Regions from separate parts of the Gossypium hirsutum genome. Here region 2 is linked to region 1. The links are chromatin contacts, called in public Hi-C maps. All regions are on one chromosome and are shown on one strand. Each heading gives the region's core, a stretch centred on a gene start, on an enhancer-like site or on the middle of the called end of the contact. The rest is flanking DNA. Distances are from core to core; before and after follow the strand shown.

What was found. A called contact is a pair of places that touch in the nucleus more often than the background predicts.
Region 2: a contact with region 1 is called in a Hi-C map of leaf, with 2.3 times the contacts expected there. The contact joins two enhancer-like sites. A contact is called at or near these places in 8 of 34 Hi-C or Micro-C datasets (callus, hypocotyl, leaf and 1 more).

What each region holds. Positions count from the first base shown.
Region 1 is chrD10:28,933,910-28,940,112 of Gossypium_hirsutum_v2.1, reverse strand. No RefSeq gene overlaps it. Among protein-coding and RNA genes, the nearest start is that of LOC107914828, 8.0 kb to the left of the region's middle. Within about 2 kb of position 2,097, at least 5 of the 9 cell types and tissues checked have an H3K27ac peak or open chromatin away from gene starts, as enhancers often do.
Region 2 is chrD10:29,523,869-29,530,360 of Gossypium_hirsutum_v2.1, reverse strand. It overlaps LOC107915461, which reads left to right. Exons shown (of 8, transcript XM_016844620.1): 5 at 1,632-1,712; 6 at 1,815-2,009; 7 at 2,138-2,684; 8 at 2,728-2,978. The coding sequence ends at 2,978. Among protein-coding and RNA genes, the nearest start is that of LOC107915461, 14 kb to the left of the region's middle. Within about 2 kb of position 1,925, at least 6 of the 9 cell types and tissues checked have an H3K27ac peak or open chromatin away from gene starts, as enhancers often do.

The sequences.
Region 1 (6,203 bases), core at 848-3,347:
AAAATCATAATTTTTAAAAGTTTGAAAAATTAGAAATTCTAGAAAAATCTAAAAAATATATAAAATTGTTTAATTTTTTTAAACAATTTAAAATAATAATTTTAAGGAACTAAACAAGTAAATTATAAATTCAAGTTTATCATACTAGTGTATTATTTTTTCTCTTATTTTGCTTTGAAAGAGTTTTCAAATATATATAGTTTTAAATTTATGTGATCTAATATGGAATTAATTATATTGTAACAAGATTTTATTTTGACATATTTATTTTTTATTTTAATTCCAACAATTTCACTCGACTCAAATTTTATTTCACTCGACTAGATTTAAAAAATAATTTAAATTGAGTTAGGATGATAGTCAACTCGAGTAACTTGAATATTTCGTTTCACTCGATGCAATTTGACTTGATTCGATCAAACACTTACTCTTACTTCTCTTTTCTAACCCAAAAATCGTAGCTGCCACTACCACCTCCTTTAAAGATGTCATTTGGGTTAGAAGTGAGAAGAGCATAAATATTAAGGAAGAAAAAAAATTAATTAATAAATAAATAAATAATGAAAACATTTCGTTAAATTTAACAGTGGAATGGTTAATTTGGTCAATTTTTTTAACGGTGGTAATTAAATTAACAATTTTTATCAGCGATCGAAATAAAAACAATCAAGTGACTAACATGATAGTTTATCCTAAATTTTAATATTAGAAATTCTTTAATTTATCCAATTTAAAAATGCTTTTTCGATGTCGATCGAGTCTTAGCTCAGGCATAATACTGTTGCCAATGCAGGGGAACGTGTGTTCGAGTGTGTTGAAGCGCATTATTCTCTTATTTATGGGTTGGGAAGGGGTTATAAATAATTTTAAAACTTTATATAAAAAATCTATTAAAAAGGAAAAAAGTGCTTAATCGGGTATATTAGATAAGCCTCGTCACTTATTATCCCCAGTCTCATTAGAACTTCTTCTGCCTTGTTATCGTTGATCTTTTGTATTGACATTTACCCTTTTGTCAAATAAATAAATAAACCATCGTAAATTCGTAATTATGCAGTGTAATAGTAATAAACACTAAATATGCAAATATGATTATAGAGTAATAAATAAACAATTAAAAATTTCAAAACAATATATATTAAGTTTCCCTAATTGAAAAACTGCATATATATTATTCCATGGGATGAACGGATTTTGTTGTAAGTTTTAATTAAAATATATTATATTTAAACATGAAAACATTTAAAGAAATTAATTCTGCTAATAAAATAATATATAATTACAAAAATAAAATGGTAAGTTTTTTTTTATACAAAGTTTAGAATTACTTATAACCTCTCTCCAATCTTGATAAACGCGTTTTAACGAGTTCGAACTCATATTTTCTTACACAGACAACAATAACAATGTCAATAAAATTAAGACTCTATTAACAAAATTGATAATGATTAATGTCATAACCAATAATATTATAATGAAATATGTCATAAATAAAGATTCAAAATTTGTGAAAGATATAATTAATTATAATAATAATTTTTATGTGAATATAAATCATTAAGGTTGGAACAACGAAAAAGTATTGTAACTTAATTTAGTATGAAGTTTTTAAATTTTGTATTGAAAATAAGGTAATAAGTAGGAGTGAAGCCAGTAATTTTTTGGGGTCGAGATTAAGTTATATATTAATCAAGGATATGACTAATACCATGGTGATCAAGCTCTTAGGCCGAAACATTGGGTATGCTACGCTTCAAAATAAAGTGTATTCTCTGTGGAAGCCTTCTAAGCCTTTTTATTTGATGGGCATAAAGAATTGGTATTTTTTGGCTAAGTTTTAGAGTTCTGAGTATTTTGAGCGAGTTTTATCTCAGGGACCCTGGATCATTTATGGGAAATACTTAACGGTGCAACCATGGTCCATTGAATTTGATCCTGTTAAGTCGTTCCCTTGTGTAGTCATGTTGTGGATCCATCTTCTAGAACTTTCGGGGCACATGTATAAGCGAAAAAATTTGTGAGAAATTGATAGGATGATTGGAAAAGTAGCTAAATTAGATTTGAATATAGGTAACAAAGCTCGGGGTCGATTCGTGAATATGGCAATCTATGTCAATCTTGAAAAGCCATTGGTGTCGCAAGTTTTAATTAATGGAGTTATTCAGAAAATTGAATATGAATACTTGCCTACGGTATGCTTTTCGTGTGGTTGTTACGGCCATGCTAAAGAGTTCTATAAAACAAAGAAAACTAGTCTGGGATCAGTAGCAGACGCATCTTCCACTGATGGAGGAAACAATAAGACGGATACCACGATGGTGGTTGACAGCAGTGTTGGTGAGATAGAACCCTATGGTCCATGGATGTTGGTGCAATGTAGGAAGAGGCGAAATTTCAGTGGTTCTCGCAAGATCGAAGCCACAAATCAAGGAACTTTGATGGGTAAATCCCGAATTAATGATTTGGAAAGTATTAATGGCAATTACGAGTGAGCAAAACTCGATTCGATTTGAAAAAATAGAAAAAAATTTGAATTATTCAAGTTAACTCGAATAACTCGATTCAAGATTCGAATTCAAGTCTAGTTGAATTTCACAATTTGAATAACAAATTGGTGTAAATACCCTTCTGGTCCCTGTCAACTTTAAAAATAAGCAAATTAGTCTCTCTCAACAAAAATTACAGAATAATTCAAAATAATTTCCAAAAATTCAAAATAATTTTTAAAATTCAAAATATTTATAAAAATTTCAAATTTTATATTTAAAAAATTTATAAAAATTCTACAAAATTCTAAATATATATATAAAAAAGTTAAAATTTTAAAAATTTTCTAAAATAATAATTTTGGGGACCTAATTAACTATTCAAATTTATCGTACTCAAGTATATATGTTTTTTATTTTTCTTTGAATTTTTTTCAAATATATATGGTTTCAAATTTATGTGCTATGACATGGAATTAGTCATACTGTAATAATATTTTTATTTGACATGTTTAATTTTTTTAATTTAACTCGATCAATTTCACTCAATTCGACTCGACTCAAATTTGATTTCACTGGATTTGATTCGAAAAAAATTTCAAATTGAGTTAGAATGATAAAAAAAAGACTCGTAAAATCGATTAACTTGAATTTTTTTTCACTCAATTCGACTAAACGCTCACCCTAACTATAATAAGGCATCTCTAGAAGATAGGATGGAAGGAGATTCTGCCTTTTTCACGGCAAAGATAAGATCCCACACTCAATTTTTTGGCAGAATATTGTTGCGAGCTCGGTTCATAAGGGGATAACAAGGGCTAAGGTCGGAAATAAAGAGGTGGAGAGCAATTTAATTTCGGCTAAGGTTGGAAGGTCGGTTCAAGAAGGCGAAGTGGGCTCCTTTAATCAGGTGCGAGTGGGTGCTATGGTAGGAGGCCCAAAAGTAACCCGTAGGTTGGAGGGTCCTCCAGACGAGACTGGGACAGAGTGATGAAGCCCATTCTGTTCTAGGCCTAAGAGAGGTTGCTGCTCCTATTGCATACGGTAACATTACTGCTTCTTATTCTTTTCATGTTGCACATAAAGGGAGTGAGGAAGTGGTAAATACTATCCCTTCTTCCAAATTTAATTCCAGTTTTTCGTCCAATTTTAACCCGATGTTTGAGAGGATGTTAGAAGTGCCGGTTAAAATGAAGGAAGGTGTTTTGGATCATTCCAAACATTCGGATGTGATTTTTAAGGAGAATGTTCAACCGAATCAAGGTACCAAAATGGGGATGTTCATAAGGGTATTTTGGGTAGAAAAAAATTTACGGCAGAGTTGCAACCGTTGGAGAGAATTTGGAGGAGGTCGTAAAGGTAGAAAACTTAGTAAAACCATTAAAGATAGAGGGAATACGTTCAAAATTTCATCTTCACGGGCTCTCTTATTTGACTCGGTTAATAGTTTGGTTGAACTTATTAATTCACAAATTGAGCAAGAAAATGCTCAAGAGGATCCAAAGGGTGACGGAAAGCATTTGGTTTCTAAGGATGCTTCTCGGCAGTAAGATTAGTTTTGTTTTGTCTGGGATTATTATTTATGGACTTAAATTTGTCTATTTTTTCGTGGAATTTTCAAGGATATGTGAATGCAAAATTCCCTCGTATTTTCAAGGAGTACTATTTGGCACATAAGTTGGATATTGTTAGCTTATTAGAGCTGAGGGTTAGTGGAAGAAAGGCAGATGAAATCATAGCTAAGTTGGGATTTCAGCATTCTTATCGGGTTGAAGCTATCGAGTTTTTTGGTGGTTTTTGGCTTGGGTGGATAATTTCAGTTAGGTTGGAAGTGGTATGTAATCATCCACAATTCATTGTGACAAGATTTTTTAGTAATATTCTGTCACAATTTGTTCTAATGGTTTTTGTCTATGGAAGTCCAAATAAGAAGAAAATGAGTTTGGTCTAAGAGGATTTGAGGCATTTCGTTCCTTCTAAATCGATTCCTAGGATAACAATAGGGGATATCAATGCAATTCTATCTCCAAGTCATAAGTCTGGAGGTAGATCTTGTGGGAAAAGATGCCATTCTTTCAGGGAATTTGTGGAATCAAATGATCTACATGATTTGGGATTCAGTGGTCTTTTGTTTACCTGGAACAGAGGGAGAACATTTGAGAGACTTGACCAAGCTATGGGAAATGCTGTTTGGGTTCATAAATTCCCAAATTGTAGGATTAGCCACTTAACAAGGATCAAATCAGACCATAGGCCTCTTTGTCTTATTTCTAGACCAAAGCTAAGCCTTCCTGTGGGATGACCTTTTCAGTTTTGGGTGGGATGGTCTGAACATCCGAAATTTTTAGATTTTGTAAGGAAAAAAATAGAGTTTTAATGGTAATATGTTTGATTCGCTATCTAAGTTTACATCTAGCACCAGAGAATTGAATAAGTTTGTATTTGGTCATATTGGCACTCGTAAAAAGAAGCTACTTAACATTTTATTTGGCTTAAAGAAGGCGATGGAATATTCAGGTTGTACTCTTTTGGCTTAGTGAGAGTTGGAGGTTAGGGAGAAGCCAGATTCAATTCTTCATCATAAGGAATTTATAACAGCCCAAACCCGACCTAGACGTTATAGTTGAATCTGAAGGAGTTACATCGACTCGTCTGAAAAACTAATTAAAAATCCAGCTTAGAAATCGTGTGATATGAAATCTTAATCTAGCTAAGTTCATACGAGTTTTAGGAAATCTCAAATTTGAAAACACCTATTTCATAGCATTATATGTTAAACATTTATTTATAAAAACAACGAAACTTTCAAAAATTGCAATCTAACTTTAGTAATCGCGTGATTTCAAACTATTAATTTTTTGGGAAAACTCTTACATTGTTATTTAGAAAAACTCATCCGCAGAACTTATTCATTTTACGGAAAAGCATTTTGTTTGATACTTAATTTTGCAGTGGATATTTTCAGAGCTTTTAAGTTTTGAAAACCGAATTCCAATTTGTCAAACTCATATGGTTTTGCAGTTTTACGTTTAAGAACACTCAAAAACCGACGAATAGATCAAAAACCCAAAAACAAAATTAAATCCGAAAACTTAGTCCAAAAATCAAAAGTCCAGAAATCTTAATTAAAATAAAGGTGAAGCTAAGCTGTCAGACAGATATTGCGGTTTAACCGTCGTAATTACAATAATATTGACAAAATACACTTCCTCCATCACATATCAAACCCATCTCGATGCATATGCATAAATAAACTAACACATATATTCTATAAACAAATGTCATGCATACTTTTCATACATAATCATGCTTTTGGAGTTATCAGAACACAAATCATACATATATTTTTCACATACCTTACTTGTATCACATATAGACATATATCAACAGATGTCACATTTCAAGTCTTATTTAAGCCAAATGGACCCCACAAAATGTTTAATTATGAATTTCAGAGTCAAAAGGGCCTAGGTGAACCGAAAAATGGGCCCATACAACTTAAATGGCTAGCCTATGTAGCCCACACGACCTACTAGATTTGCCCATGCCCTACATGACCTACCCGAATTGCCCATATAATCACATAGCCTAACATACGGCCAACCACATGCCTGTGTGGCCCAGATGGCCTAGCACACGGTTGTGTGATGAATAGCAGTTTCGAAACAGCCACTATTTTTTTGGTTTTTCTAAGTTCTAGTCAAATTTTCGGGATAG
Region 2 (6,492 bases), core at 676-3,175, 590 kb before region 1:
CTATAATTTATGAAGTTAACTAAATACAATTTTTAAAAAATTGAGTGACTGAAAGTAAAATTTTATTATTGTTTTTTAAGTTGGATAGTAAAATAAATCATTTTAAATAATGGGTGATCATATTTATATTTTATCTTTTTTATCAATTATATATAACTATTTAATAAATGATTTGCTACTATTCATTATGCATTATTACTTTTCAATTATTAACCGTTATATTATGAAAATTACTATGAATAATCGTTTTTCTATTAACTGTAAATTATCAAAACAGAAGTAATAATTTTGTTTTCGAAAGGTTTGTAATTTTAGAAACATGTAATTTAATGATCTATACTTATCAATAATGAATGTTTTCAAAATTGGATCATTAGTCCAATTAATTAGATTATTCGTTTTCGATTTAACTAATTTGACCTCAGTTCAATAAAAATTGAATACACAATTAAAAATTTATAAACCAGCTCAACAGTCAATTTTTTATCCCAATGTCAGTTATGGAATCGATTAAACCACTGATTCAACTTGTCAGTTTGATTTAGTTTAGATATCATTTTGAGTAATTTGAAATTTTGATATAATTTAAAATATAAATTTTATGTTATAATAATGTTAATATTTGTAAATGTACAAAAACTTTTATTTATATTAATTGCTTATGCAAATTTTAAAATTTTAATGATGAATTTTATAATTATTGTTTATCTATCATAATTTATTATTTTGTTATGAATAAACTATTACGTTTTTCATTATTTTAAATTTAAATTTTAAATTTTAACTGAGAAATTTTCATATATCACTATTTGCTACTATTCTTATTCGTTATGCATTATTATTTTATAATTACTAATCTTTATATGATGAAATTTACTATGAATAGTCGTTTTTTTCCTATTAATTTCTAATTATAAAAAAATTGAAGAAATAATTTTATTTTCAAAAAGGTTTGTAATTTTAGAAACATGCGGTTAAATTATCTATACTTATATGAAACAAATGTTTTAAAAATTTAATCGATAGTCGAACCAATCAAATCATCCGTTTTCGATTCAACCGGTTCGACCATCAATTCAACAATTGCATACACAACTGAAATTTATAAAATATTAGTAAAATACTAAAAATTTAATAAACTGATTTAACTGTCGATTTATTATCCCAATGTCACTGGTGGAACTGGTTAAACTACCAGTTCAACCTCCTGATTTAGTGTAATTTTAATTTAGATATGAGTAACTTGAAATTTTGATATAATCTAAAATCTTAAGATTACAATAGTGATGATATTTATAAATGTATTAAAAAAAATTCATATTAGCAGTAACTAAGTGAAATAAAATAGTTATGGGCAGTTCATTGTTAGTTAAGTAGTTCAGGATAGTTGTCAATTCTGTTAGTAATCCATTGCTGGTGTATAAGTGTTGAAGATCATATTGTAATTGCAAGTGAGATAGAAATGTATTTTCTCAATTTCTCACATTCTAATATGGTATCAGAGTAATTTGTTTTACTGGTCATCAAAACTCACAGATTGCAGTTCTTTATTGATGGAACGGTTCGTATACCACCAAAAGAAATTGTTGGGGTCGATGGTCTCTCTATTTAAAGTCTGGCTGTTATTATAGAAACGACATGATTTTCAATATGATCATATTCCGGAGTATCAATCAGCCATTCTTAATGATCTTCCTCTGGAATATGATCATGTCGTTTCTATAATAATGACGAGTCGAGCGCCTTTTGCTTTATAAGGCATTACGACGGCGCTGTTAGATGTTGAAGCTCACCAATAAGTGCATCTGTCTTAGGTCACGTTTTCTGCATATCTTGCGATAGAGAACAAATCGTTGTCGTCGGGTTCTCAGTCTGCTATGGTCATGCCTACATATGTTGGACAACCACCACCTCAAGTGTTTCGGTCCAATCGAGCAACCGAGTTTCGCGGTCGGGGGCGTGGACAATCTAATGGTGGAACGCGCCTTCAATGTCAAATCTGTGGCAAGGTTGGTCATGTCGCCCGGCGCTGTTATCTCAAATATGATTCGGCGTATGATTATGATGTCCTAAACCCTAGTGTTAGGTCTGGGCAATCGAACTCCTCTGGGTTTAGAAGATTGGGCTCGTCATTTAGTGGTATCCTGACAGTGGAGCTACTACACACATGACAAATGACTCTACCAAGTTCAATGACTGTCAATTGTACAATGGGTCAGGTAAAGTTGTTCTCAGTAATGGTCAATCTATTCCTATTTCTTGCATTGGTGAGTCTGATTTATCTCATGGGTCTGATCTGTTGCTTCTTAAAGATTTATTATATGTTCCAGACATCCACAAAAATCTTTCTATTTCCAAGTTTATTAAGGATAACAGTGTGTTTTTTAAATTTTATCCAACTTCCTGCTTTATCAAGGATCTGGAATCACGCTGGATACCACTTCGCGGCACTGAGGAAAATGGATTGTATCAGTTTTCCTCTGTTTCTCCCAAACATGCATTGACTGTTGAAAACACGGCTGCTGATGAGGTGTGTCAGAATTCTAGTCCAGATTACAGGTTCACTCGGTGGCATCAACGACTTGGTCATCCATCTTTTGCTGTTATAAAAGAAGTGTTGGTGTCTTGTAATGTTTCAATTCCTACAAATAAGTCACCTTCTTTATGTAATGCTTGTGTTCTTGGTAATTAAAAGTCATAACCTGCCATTTGTGGCTACTAATTCAGTATATTCTGCTCCTCTTGAACTTGTTGTTGTTGATTTATGGGGTCTTGCACCTTACTACTCTTCTGGTTATCAATATTACATTTCGTTTGTATATGCTTTTTCATGGCACACATTGATATATTTTCTTCGCAAGAAATCTAATGCACTACAAATGTTTTTGACCTTCAAAACTCATGTTGAACTTCAACTTGGTGTCAAGATCAAACAACTTCAGACAGATGGGGGAGGTGACTTTCGCACCTTTGATTAATATCTTAATGGGTGTGGTATAGCTTATCGACTCACTATTCGCACACGTCTGAGCAAAATGGGATGGTGGAAAGGTGTCATCGGCAAATTGTGGAAACTGGTTTGGTTCTGCTTGCTCAGGCATCATTACCTTTGTCTTATTGGTTTGATGATTTTTATTCTACTGTGTATCTCACGAATTTGCTTCCTACAAAGGTGTTAGGTGGAATTTCTCTAATGGAAAAACTTCTTGGTCAGAAGCCTGAGTATAAGGTGCTTAGTGTGTTTGGGTGTTTATGCTATCCTTTGCTGGGACCATACAACCGTCACAAGTTACAATATAGGTCCACGCCTTGCACATTCCTGGGCTATGAACCAAATCACAAAGGTTATAAGTGTTTGGATAAGACTGGTCGAGTGTATATTTCTCGTCATGTTCAATTCGATGAAGGGGTTTTCCCATTTGCCAATGGTTTGAGCTCGAAGCCTGCTGCAACTTCTGATAGTCCCGCTACTAGTATTACACTTCCAGTAGTTATGGTTCCTTCACCTATAAGGACCTCATATGTAAGTCCTCATCTTGTGGGTTTTGTATTACTGTCTTCTGAGTCTTCTATACCGTCTCCTCCACAGTACTCTATTACTTCAGGCTTGTCCATAACTAAATTAGAGGACAATCAGCGTACTCAGAGTATAATTCCTCCTGTCAATTCAGAGCTGCCAGGTTCCACTCAAAGCAATATTCATCCTATGGTTAGTCGGAGTAAAGCTAGGGTTTACAAGCCAAGAGTTTACACTGCTTCTCTTAGCCCTGTTGAGCCAGTTGATATTCATGAAGCTATGGCCATTCCAGAATGGAAGGATTGGATTCATGATGAACTACAAGCTCTTGTCAAAAATAATACTTGGTATTTAGTGCCAGCACCAGCTGATCGATGTCTTGTGGGTTTCAAATGGTTGTTTAAGGTAAAAAAGAACCCAGATGGCAGTGTGGCTCGAAATAAAGTTCGTTTGGTTGCTCAAGGTTTTTCTCAAGCTGCAGGTTTGGATTATCATGAGACATTCAGTCCAATGGTCAAAGCAAACACGATTCGAATGATTCTGGTGCTAGCTGTGTCGAGAAAGTGGAAACTACAACAAGTTGATGTCAATAATGCTTTTCCAAATGGGGATTTGACTGAAGATATATACATGAGACAACCACCTGGTTTTGAGGTCATGGAGGTCAATGGGAAGCCTTTAGCTTGTCGCCTAAACAAAGCTCTCTATGGTCTTAAGCTGGCTCTGAGAGCATGGTTTGAAAAATTAAGGGAATTGTTAGTTCAACAACTGAATTTTCAGGTTTCACGAGCCGGTTCCTCATTATTTTTCAAACAAACTATATATGGTTCTATTTTTCTTGTTGTATATGTCGGTGATATAATAGTGACAGGTGATATATGCTTTGACCTAGATGAAGTGATTCTGTGTTTGAATCAGACATTCTCCTTAAAGGATTTAGGAGAGTTGAATTTCTTTCTTGGTCTTGAAGTGAATAGAAATGGTGATTGTTTGCATGTGTCTCAGCTGAAGTATACTCGAGAAATTTTGGAGCGTGCTCATATGGCTAATGCTAAACCAGTACATACACCTATGGTCAAATCCCCTACACTCACCTCATTAACTGGTTCACAACTTGACGATGGCATTGAATATTGGCAGGTTATTGGTAGTTTGCAGTATTTGTGTCTGACTCGACCTGACATAGCATTTGTTGTTAACAAAGTTAGTCAGTATATGCATCATCCACATGTTCATTGGACAGCTATAAAACGAATCCTACGGTATATTCGTGGTACACTGACTCATGATCTGGTGTTTCAGCCTTCTAGTGTCTCCTTAACAATTTTTTTCCGATGCTGATTGGGCTAGTTCTCTTGAGGATCGTAAGTCAACATCAGGGTTTTGTGTGTATCTTGGCAACAACCTCAATGGATGGACCTCTAAGAAGCAAAGTGTAGCATCTCGATCCACTTGAAAAGCTGAGTATCGAAGTTTAGCTTATGCAACATCTGAAGTAACATGGTTTCGGTCTCTTATGGACGAAATAGGTGTGAAGGTTAAGGCCTAAGGGTACACCAGTGATTTGTTGTGATAACTCTAGCACTGTATCTTTGGCAACAAATCCAGTGTTACATGCTCGAGTTAAGCACATTGAGCTAGATTTACATTTTGCGCGTGACAAGGTGCTTAATGGTCAACTTCAGGTTAATTACGTTCCTGGAACTAATCAAGTTGTTGATGTGCTTACTAAACCGTTAACCATGGGTGTTTTTTTATCTTGTCGTAACAGGATGAATGTCCTTGCTGCTAATATTTTTCAAAGCGAGTCTGCAGGGGGAATATTAGCAGTAACTAAGTGATGTAAAATAGTTATGAGCAGTTCATTGTTAGTTAAGTAGTTTATGATAGTTGTCTATTTTGTTAGTGATCCATTTATTGTGTATAAGTGTTGACGATCAGATTGTAATTGTAAGTAAGATAGAAATGTATTTTCTCAGTATCTCACATTCTAATATTTCATATTAATAATCAAATTTTAAAATTTTAATAATGAAATTTATAATTATTGTGTTATCTACCATAATTTACTACTTTGTGATGAATTAGTTATTAGGTTTTTCATTTTTTAAATTGAATTTTTAAATTTTAATAGAGAAATTTGTTTATATCAGGTTTTAAAATATTTTATTAATTAAAAAAAATCAAAGAAAACGTAATGGAAGAGTTGGTTGGTTGATACATAGGAAATAAATTATTTTAAGTGGTTTAACAACATAAGGGTTTCAATAATTAAAATATTAAATTAAATTTTTAATAGAGAACTTTTTTGTATATCAAAATTTTAAAATATTTATAAATTTTTTTAAAAAAATATTTTTTATATATCAATGGAAAAAATAGGAAAAGAGGTGGATCTAGGGGCTGGCAGGTTCACTCCCTTAAGATAGAAAATTTTCTATTTAAGTCCTTTATAGTTTATAAAATTTTAAATTAATAATGATAAAATTGCACTTTAGCTCCCAAAAATGATAAAAATTTTATTTAATTCTCTAAAAATTATAAAAATATAGGCTATTAAAATGGTGAAATTGTATTTTTAGAATCATAAAAATATACAATTTAATTCTGACCCCAAAAAAATTTTTTGACTTCACCCCTGCCCTCTATGTCATATTTTTAGATCACCATTGGATAGAAAATCGATTATTTTAAATAGTTTAATAACATAAAGAGTTCAATCATTAAAATTTTAATAGAGAATTTTTATATAAAAAAGTTTGAAATATTTTAATAAAATTATTATTTTGTTTAAAAGGATATTTTAGTCAATCACTTTTAACAGTCTTAGAGTATGAAATAGGTCTTTAAGTAGTTTAATAATATAAGGAGTTCAGTCATTAAAAATATTAAATTAAAATTTTAAAATTTTTTATATATAAAATTTTTTGAATTGTTTTAATAAAATTAATTTTTTTATATAAAAGAATATTTTA